2 separate regions of the Pan troglodytes genome follow, and region 1 is linked to region 2. The links are chromatin contacts, called in public HiChIP or PLAC-seq maps. All regions are on one chromosome and are shown on one strand. The core of a region is the stretch at or near the end of the contact, and the rest is flanking DNA. Distances in the headings are between cores, read along the strand shown. Region 1 holds the start of GLCCI1 (glucocorticoid induced 1). Region 2 holds the start of RPA3 (replication protein A3).

Region 1 (4,515 bases), core at 534-3,033, 330 kb before region 2:
TCGAACAGCTCAACTGAACTGTTAAGTGTACTTAAAAATGGAAGGAAAAAAACGAACACGTTCCACAAATAAGTTTTCAGAAATTTACCATGAAAATCTCCGGTAGAGCACAAACAGTGCAGGAGTGCTCTGATGCATGAATATATAAAGGGGAGGGGGAGAAAGAGAGGGAGAGAGAGAGGCGGGGTGGCGGGGGGGTGGGGGAGAGGGAGAGAGGGAGGACTGAGGGAAAAAACCGTATACACTTCAATTGTACATTCAAAACTGTCCCCTCTCGCAGATCTCATTACATCCAGCCGATATCCTTACATCGAAACTAATGCCACCAACCCTCTAAAAAATAAAAAATTATCCCGGTAGTTACAGGCACGTTAGGAACTTTGCAGAAAAGCACAAAGAGACTGTAGAGATTACAACCACCACCTTATCCGCTGCTGAAGAGTTTGTGTGCGTGTTAAGTGTTTCGCCCAGCTTCTCCTTCCCCGGCTACAAACAGCAAACACACGAATGAGCTAGCCAGCTCTTAAACTGAAAAACCTCTCGAAGCAGGCGAGTGATGGAAGAGAGAATCTGAGGGGCGGCATGAGGGTCAAATAAAAGTTGCTTTTCAGTTCGCTCCTCCAAGCCCCACAGCGACCGCAGGGGGGTGAGATTCCCAAAGCCACTTTCACACCTTCGATAATGCACTAGCAAAGAGAAGCCCGAAGAGGCTGAAGTTTCCACGGAGGGCACCGTCGGGGAGACGCAGCCCGGGAGGACGGGAGGGTTGGGCTCGCTACCTCTGCACACGGGCGAGCCGGGGCTCCGTCTCTCAGGTGAGCTGCTCCTCCGGTGGCTCTCTGGGGACCGTCTCGGGCGGCCCTTGGCCCGCGGCGCCTGGTCGGCCGGGGCTGCAGCCGCCGGCGGCGTCGGGCTGGACGGGCTGGGGCCGCGGGCCGCGCCGGGCCCCGGGAGGCTGCCCAGCGAGGCGGCGGCAGCGGCGACGGGCGGGCGCGTGGGACTGTGCTGGCTGCCCCGCAAGAGCTGGTAGGGCACCGTGGCGCGGATGGGCTGCAGCAGCCGGCCGGCTCCCGCAGCCGGGGCGCAGCCCACGCCGCCGCCGCCCGCACCGTTCCCGCTCCCGGCGGCGGCGACGGCTGGCGGGGACCCCGCGGCGCTGCGCCTCATCCTCTGCGACGGGGGATGAGGGGTCTGAGAGGAACTGGAGGAGGAGGAGGAGGAGGCAGTGGACATGGTGGCTCTGCGGGCCCTGGACGCCGCCGGCCGACACGGAGGCGCGGGGCGGGAGGCGCGCGAGCGTGTGGGAGCCGGCGCGATAGTGCGTGCGAGTGTGTAAGGGGGAGGGGCGGGGGTATCGCTGTGGGGGAGGAGTCTCGGGGCTCCCCCTCCCCAACGCACACCCCCGCCGCCTCGGCGAGGGGGGGAGGGGAAGGCTGCGAAAACAAACGTCCAACGGCCGCAACCGCCCGGCTGGGCTCGGTGTGGCGGTCACGGCCGGGGCCGCAAGGAGCCCGGAGCCGCCGCCGCCACCGCTCCAGGCATCGCGCTGACAGGGCAACGGCCCGGATCACGCAGCCCCGAGGGCCGCTCGCAGCCTTCTCCTCAGCCCTCGCGGGGCTGCACGCACGGGAGAACCCGGCAGCTGCAAGGAGGGCCGGGACCCCTGCTTCTGGGGACCAGGGTAAAGAGAAAGGGCCTCGAGGTGCTGGCGCTCCTCGGAGTCCGCGCCACCGCAAACGCCGCCGCCGCCGCTTCTACCCACTCCTCACTCCGAATGGCAACTAATTCGCCCCAGCCGCACCCCGCCCCCGGCACCGCCTCCCAGCGCCCAGGACCCGGCAGCTGCCGCAGCGAGCATTTCCATTGGCTTAGGCGCTCCCCACCAGAACTCGAGTGATTGGTTCTGGAGTAGGAGTGAGCGAAGCAGTGTCCAATGACAATGGTGCCTCCTACTTTGAAGGCGGGGCGTGAGGGGTGGCGGCGTGGGGTGGGGGCTGTGCGCGCAGGGAGGAGCGTAAAAGTTGACAGCCTTGAGGTAAGTGCGAGACTAGGAAAGTGGGACTGTGTGTGTCCTGCGCGTGTCCCGACACCCCCAGACACGCAAACGCCCCGCTAGGCAGGTTGCAGGGGCTCCACCCTCCTGGGCCGTCTGTATGACTTGAGACAGAGGACACAGGAGGCAAAATTTAATTTGCAAGTACACCTGCATCCGGTGGGATGTTTTAGTTAGAACCAGAAGACTGGATCTCTTCCCCTCTAATTTTAGTAAGCTGAGTTTTCGTGACCAGTAGCCTTATTAATCAAAAGAACTTCTGGTGATCAGGAGAAATGTCTGGAACCTGGATTGAACAAAGTAAAATACTTTTACAGCCTAACATTTGTAGTTATGCAGTGAAAAGAGATTATCAAATTCTATGTTCCAAGACAATAACACTGAATAGCAGGGGTCAACAAGGAATTTTATGTCATTACACCATCAGTTAGATATATTAATGAAGGGCGCCCCTGCCTTTTCCGAAGCAGATAGCTTCTTGGGAGGAATAAATACCAGATGTAATGTAATAATCCATTGTGGTAAATTTGTTTTTTATTCTGTAATGAAACTGAAAGGGTACAAAGATTTTGGATGACTATCACAAACATAAATTTACCCCACAGTAAACCAAGGTTTTAAACCTTAATCAGGAGCAATTAATGTAAGGATCTTCATCGGATAACTTTCATTAATTTTCAAGAGGTTAAAAGAGAAGCAGAATGTCAAATTGGTCTGCTCGTGGTGTCTGCCCACACTGACAAGCTTCCTCTGATTTCAGGCACTATATGCAGGGGTCACTTTCACGTACAGGAGCCATCCTTCTTTTCTTCCTTGTGTGTTCAGACGAGAAAGCATACTAGGTTCAGTAAAAAAATTGATGAAACTCAATAAAAATACAAAAATTTCATGCAGTACTTCATCCAAGTAAAACTAGTGATAGTTCCTCAGTTTACCACATATTATAATAATAGCTAACATTTATTCACCATGTGCCAGCCGCTATTCTAAGAACATTATGTGTGTTAATTCATTCAGTCCTCATATAATCCACAAGGTAGATACTATTGTTATCCTTACTGTGGTCTCAGTTGTGGCATAAATAAGCTGTCTTGCCTGAGATCACATAGTTAGTATATGGGGAGCTAAAAATTTCACCCAGACAGACTGGCTCAAGAGTCTGAGGAAGCCCTCTGCTATAGTAACTGGCAGCTCAAAGCTGTGGGGTACATAATTTGTAGAGTATTTACAATGGCCCACAAATCTCATCTATGAGATAAGTCCCCATCAGTTCAAAGGAAATTTTACAAATGAAGACAGACCACTACTTTTTTTTTGTTTTCCAGACTAACATATATTTTAATTATGAATAAAAACTTTACTCTTTCAAATATTATATAAATGGCCTATCTCATTAATTTAAAAACTGCATTATTTTGTGTGTAAAAAGAATGATAAATGATTTCTTTTCAGTGACTTTTTTCAGAATAGCAAGAACAAAAAATCTGACAGATTAAAAATATGTAAAGCTGGCTAGGTGCGGTGGCTCACGCCTGTAATCCCAGCTCCTTGGGAGGCCAAGGCAGACGGATCACTTGAGCTCAGGATTTTGAAACCAGTCTGGGCAACATGGCAAAACCCCATCTCTACTAAAAATGTAAAAATACTAGCTGGACGCGGTTAGGGAGGCTGAGGTGGGAGGATCACCTGAGCCCAAAAGGCCGGGAGATCAAGGCTGCAGTGAGCCTTGATCACACCACTGCACTCCAGCTTGGGTGACAGAATGACACCCTGTCTCAAAAAAAAAAAAAAAAAAAAGAAGAAGAAGAAGAAGAAAAAAAGTTAAGATTTTTCTTTTACATGCTGGTAAATTTCTGAGTTGTTGCTTTGATTACAGCATAGTTGCATTATAGAAATGTCATCTCTAGCTACTCCTAAATATATTTATGGAACAACTTCAACACATTAGGTTACAATAATTCTAAATTTATTCTAGGTCACAATCACAATGATCAATACCTAATTTGGATCTAAAACAACATACCTAGTCATATTTTAAGGACTTTCTGTGTTTGTTCAAATCTACCACAGCTGACTTAGACATCTAAAGCAAATCTAAATAACTCACACAGAGAAACAGAGAATTAGTATGATCTTAAAATACTATTTTCAGTTACTAGTAAGTCATTATGACCAATCTAGAAGCTCAGTCATTTCTCTTTGCTATAGAAACCTTGGTTGTCTCTTAAACCTTTATTCTCACGAAGTAAGTACTGATCTTCATATTTAAGGAATACAGGCTTCAAACAAATCAAAGGTGGCCTAAAATAAATTAAACTCAGTGCCTGCTTTCAAATGTCCATTTGTTGAGTTCTTGATAATATTTTATTCTTATTGAGGATAAAGTAAGCTCCAAGGATATATAGAAGCTTTAAGAAAATGTTCTGAGTAAATTGGAAACCCCCTAGAATGAGATGTGGATT
Region 2 (4,475 bases), core at 84-2,583:
TGAACGATGACAATTCTGTAGCTTTGGGCCAATTCACAGACTCAGTTTCCACAACGTTATAATACCCAATTAAAACTTCTGTCCAATTTCCACCGTACCGTTTGAAGGTATTTTTATGTGCACTCATTCTAGAATATTCCTGGCAAGGCCGCCGGCTTCGGGTCACAAGATGAGCCAGGGACAGATTGGAGACTACCCCCAAATCTCCCAGGAATCGGTTGTCTTCCAGACCTCCAGATCGCCCTCCAGAGTCTCGCAGTGTGGAGGGCAACGACAGAAAGACTGCTGAGGGGGTTTAAACTGTTGAGTCAAACATATGGCCAAAAGTCAGAGTCAACTGGGACCTTGCAAATCATTCCGCCTAACCCTTCGTTTTGCAGATGGGGAAAACACGCCTCAGAAGGGAGAACCCTAGCTCGGGGAACCCTAGCTCGGGGTCTAACAACGATTTAAGCTTGTCTCCCCTAGTACTGGCCAGTGGTTCTTCCCCGTTACCCATCCTTAAGTGCTTCTATTGGCTGCCAACACGGAGGGGTTAGCGGGGTGAAAGAACTGGCGCCTCCGCAGTGTGGCCAGGTTGGGCTAAAAAACGTCTTAGAAGTAATCGGATCAATCTCTCTTCTTACAGGTGGAGAAAGTGGAGAAAGTAGAGTGACGCAGCTAAGGGAGTAAATCGACACTCAGCCAACAAGTGGCAAAAGCCTGAAGAAAGTGATCAAGATCACTGATGACCCCGCTCCCCATCTCCAAGGGGGCGGGTATCACAACCCCGACGCCACACCACGTATCATTCAGCAAAACTCCCGCGCCTCCCACGCAGAACTGGGAAGAGGGAAGGCGGGACAACAGTGAACAGCTGGTACGCAGCACCCACAGCACCGCGGCAGCAGCTAGTGCCGACTCCCGCCTAGCTCTTTTGACTCTGTTCGCGGGAAGAATGGGGAAACAGTAAGGTTGCGGCGCCTCCCGCGAGACGAGGTACCTGAGGCTGGCGCCGCAGTCCCCCGCCGCACCAGCACCGGAGCTTCACACCCCACTTCCGGGGTCAAGTCACCGCCGGGAATCCTGTGATCGCAGAAAGGTAGTCTCAGGTTCCGCCCCTATCCAAGTCCCGCCTCCACTGCCTCTCGCGCTGTATCTGTCAACTTCCGGGACGCCGCGCGTCACTAAGCAGCCAATCTCCACTTCCGGACTCATCCAGCCCCTTCTCCACCCCTTGCGATTTAGGTTTCCGCGCATTTAATTGGCGAAGCTGGAGCGCTAGTCTTCGCTGATTGGTGCCGAGGAATCTGCCCCATAGACACCCGCGGGGCGCACAGTTTCAGTCGTCCGTGGGTTTCCCGCCAGCCGCAGTCTTGGACCATAATCATGGTGGACATGATGGACTTGCCCAGGTCGCGCATCAACGCCGGCATGCTAGCTCAGTTCATCGACAAGCCTGTCTGCTTCGTAGGGAGGCTGGAAAAGGTGTGCGGGTTCGCAGTCATGGGCTCCCAAGTCCGTAGCTGGAGGGAGGGACCCCGCCTGGATAACGGGGGATGAAAAAGGACGGAAAGCCTCCGATCACTGCGCTCCCGACTCTTTTATTTTGCACAAGGAACTTTTTGGAAATTCTTTAGCCGTTGTAGCCCCATTTTGGCGCTCTTTTATGGCACGGAAACAGTGTTTTCAAATGCTGAGTTCTGAATTCCAGTGCCCGTCGCCTCCGTTCTAGCCGTGCTTACGTAAGGGAAATTATAAACACCACTCCCACATCTACCTTCAGATTTCTTAGTTTACTCAGACGTGACGGACGCAGACAAAACTAATCTGCTGGTTTCCTTCTCTTCTGAAATTACTTATTTTTGCAAACCTCGTTTCCTCGTTGTAATCGCTTCTCTGTAAAACATGCCTTGGTTGTCCGCTTTGGGTCCCGTAGTAACGAGTTATTTAACCCCAGTATTAAAGTGAAGTTCTCTCATTCTACAGGCGAGAAACAGGCCCAAAGTCTTGAAATCAGTGACCTGAAAAGCTGAGGAAAAGAAAACTATTATATAAAGACTTATTTAGTAGCTCATTTCATCCACACATCCTCTTCCTTAAATGAGTGTTGCTCTGACTTCCCAAGTAGGGAAACTGAGTAGGAGTGGTAGGTGGTTGACTAAAATGCTCAGAAACTCGGCAAATGGCAAAGCTGGCATTCAAACGCGATCTGACAGCGCTCTTTACAGCTGCTTCCCAGGAGTAGGACCCAGATATTCTAGCAACCAGTTCTCCTTTTACTTCATCATGCCTGTTTTTTAAAACATACCCTCCGTGGGATATGTACTGTCTAAATCATGAGTGCCAGCAGATTTCACTTTTAGGGTGGGCTTCCTTTAATTTGTTATCAGAATAGGGTTGCCATATTTAGCAAATACAGAACCTACTTAACACTACAAAAAAAAATCCTTGTTTATCTGAAATTCAGAATTAACTGTGTGTTCCATGAACAGATTTGATAACAAGATTATAATTTGAACCAATAAGTTGAATAAACTGAATGAATAAACTGTTCAAGAAACAGTTGATTTGTGCTCAACTAAGGATCAATGTACTCATCTTTTGTCAAACTTTGTTGTTGTTTTAGTGAGATTTTAATTATATGTTTCGTTTTTAGATTCATCCCACCGGAAAAATGTTTATTCTTTCAGATGGAGAAGGAAAAAATGGAACCATCGAGTTGATGGAACCCGTATGTTTAAGTATTAATAAGTCTCTTATATATTATAGTTAATTCTTCATCTTGATTTGGTTTGTTGCTGATGTTTCTAATTTTTGCAATGGATTTAAAAAGGATGAGCTGGTAAAACATCCCTGGCTGTAAAATTTAATTCTTTTACTATACTCTCGTTATATTTCCTTTTACATTTTTAACCAATGATTTTTTGGGCGTCATGATTTTTTAACATATCCCATAAATGTTGGATAACAATTCTCATTCCTTATGAAAGACCATAAAATCACATAAGAAAAATTTACGTTGCTTTTTTCTTCCTCAAGAGGTTTTTTGTTTCGTTTTTGTTTTTTTGTTTTGAGACAGGGTCTCACTCTGTTGCCCCAGGTGGAATGCAGTGGCACCATCGTGGCGCACTGCAGCCTTAGCCTCCCAAGATCAAGTTGCTCCCATGTCAGCCTCCCCAGTAGCTGGGACTACAGGCATGCTTAACCATGCCTGGCTAATTTTTGTTTTGTTTTGTTTTGTTTTTTGTAGAGATGGCATCTCCCTATGTTCCTCAGGCTGGTCTTGAACTCTTGGTCTCAAGCAATCCTCCTGCCTCGACCAGCCCCTCAAGAGTTTTCAATTTTATTTTATTTTCTATTTTTGTTCATATATTTCCAGTTTTTACTTATTTATGTTGGCATTTTATGTTTAACATACTTAAAACTTTTTTTGGTATTTTGTGAAGACAAATCCATATGCTGTTTGGTTAATGTATACAGAACACATTGTGAAATACAGATTATAGAAGATTCCTCTCATAGGAAATTACTGCTTATAGAAATGCTGGACGTTTTCAATAGTGATTTTGTCTTTAACTTGAATTGTAGCTTTGGACTTGAAGCTACTACTAAAGGTAGCAGGAATTTTAACATGCTGACAGTTAAGTACTCAAACATTTGTTAACAAGTTACATTTTAACTTTTACACTGGTAATTCTTAAAATTACTTTGTTACTTGAAGTGATAGATTAGTAACCTGTATAACAGTTTTCCAAAATAATTGTCAACTGAAAATGTGATATCACCAAATCGATGTCTTGTTCTGTGTCTTAGCTTGATGAAGAAATCTCTGGAATTGTGGAAGTGGTTGGAAGAGTAACCGCCAAGGCCACCATCTTGTGTACATCTTATGTCCAGTTTAAAGAAGATAACCATCCTTTTGGTAAATAAAGCATTCTAGTATTGACTGGTTTTATGTAATTACATAACATACAGTTTTATATAACTGTATGTTATTACATACATTTTGTATTACATACAAAATTGTATGTATTACATACAATTACATAACATACAGGAAAACAGTTTTATTTTTAGTTTGATATATATTGGTCTAGAGTTTTAGTACTGCCACATTTTCAATTTCTATAGAATTTTGTGATCGTAAAGGAAAATGGGGGTACATTTTGTTTTGGCCTGCTTTTAAGTAGTGCTTATATATGTAAGAAACTCAGTAAAGATTAATTAATGTTTGTTGAAGGATAATTTTTTTAAATATAACGAAAATAGTATTCTGTTTTTGTTGTAATATCTGAATTGAAGGAACTGAATAATGCATAACACCCAAAACACTACCAGGCAGAAACTGCCTGTATAATGAACATCAAAATGGATGGTACTCCCATGTCTTTTTTTTTTTGGCGCCACAGTTAAATACAAGAATCCATAATCCATATCTCCATTTTTAGAAAACTCACTTCCAAAAGGGTGAGAAAAAGGAAATAGGTAAAAAT

What was found. HiChIP or PLAC-seq counts read pairs in DNA pulled down with a chosen protein or histone mark.
Region 1: an H3K4me3 HiChIP or PLAC-seq map of stem cell-derived excitatory neurons shows a contact between it and region 2, with 6 times the contacts expected there. The contact joins the promoter of GLCCI1 here to the promoter of RPA3 in region 2. A contact is called at or near these places in 1 of 7 Hi-C or Micro-C datasets (stem cell-derived neural progenitor cells) and 1 of 1 datasets of contacts at active chromatin or transcription factors (stem cell-derived excitatory neurons).

What each region holds. Positions count from the first base shown.
Region 1 is chr6:13,837,327-13,841,841 of NHGRI_mPanTro3-v2.0_pri, reverse strand. It overlaps GLCCI1 (glucocorticoid induced 1), which reads right to left and starts at 1,783. Exons shown (of 8, transcript XM_518970.9): 1 at 780-1,783. The coding sequence starts at 1,233. It overlaps LOC104007108 (a long non-coding RNA gene), which reads left to right and starts at 672. Exons shown (of 5, transcript XR_010158336.1): 1 at 672-815.
Region 2 is chr6:13,508,818-13,513,292 of NHGRI_mPanTro3-v2.0_pri, reverse strand. RPA3 (replication protein A3) reads left to right here and starts at 1,333. Exons shown (of 4, transcript XM_009452642.5): 1 at 1,333-1,467; 2 at 2,639-2,713; 3 at 3,796-3,904. The coding sequence starts at 1,369. It also overlaps a transcript of UMAD1 not described here.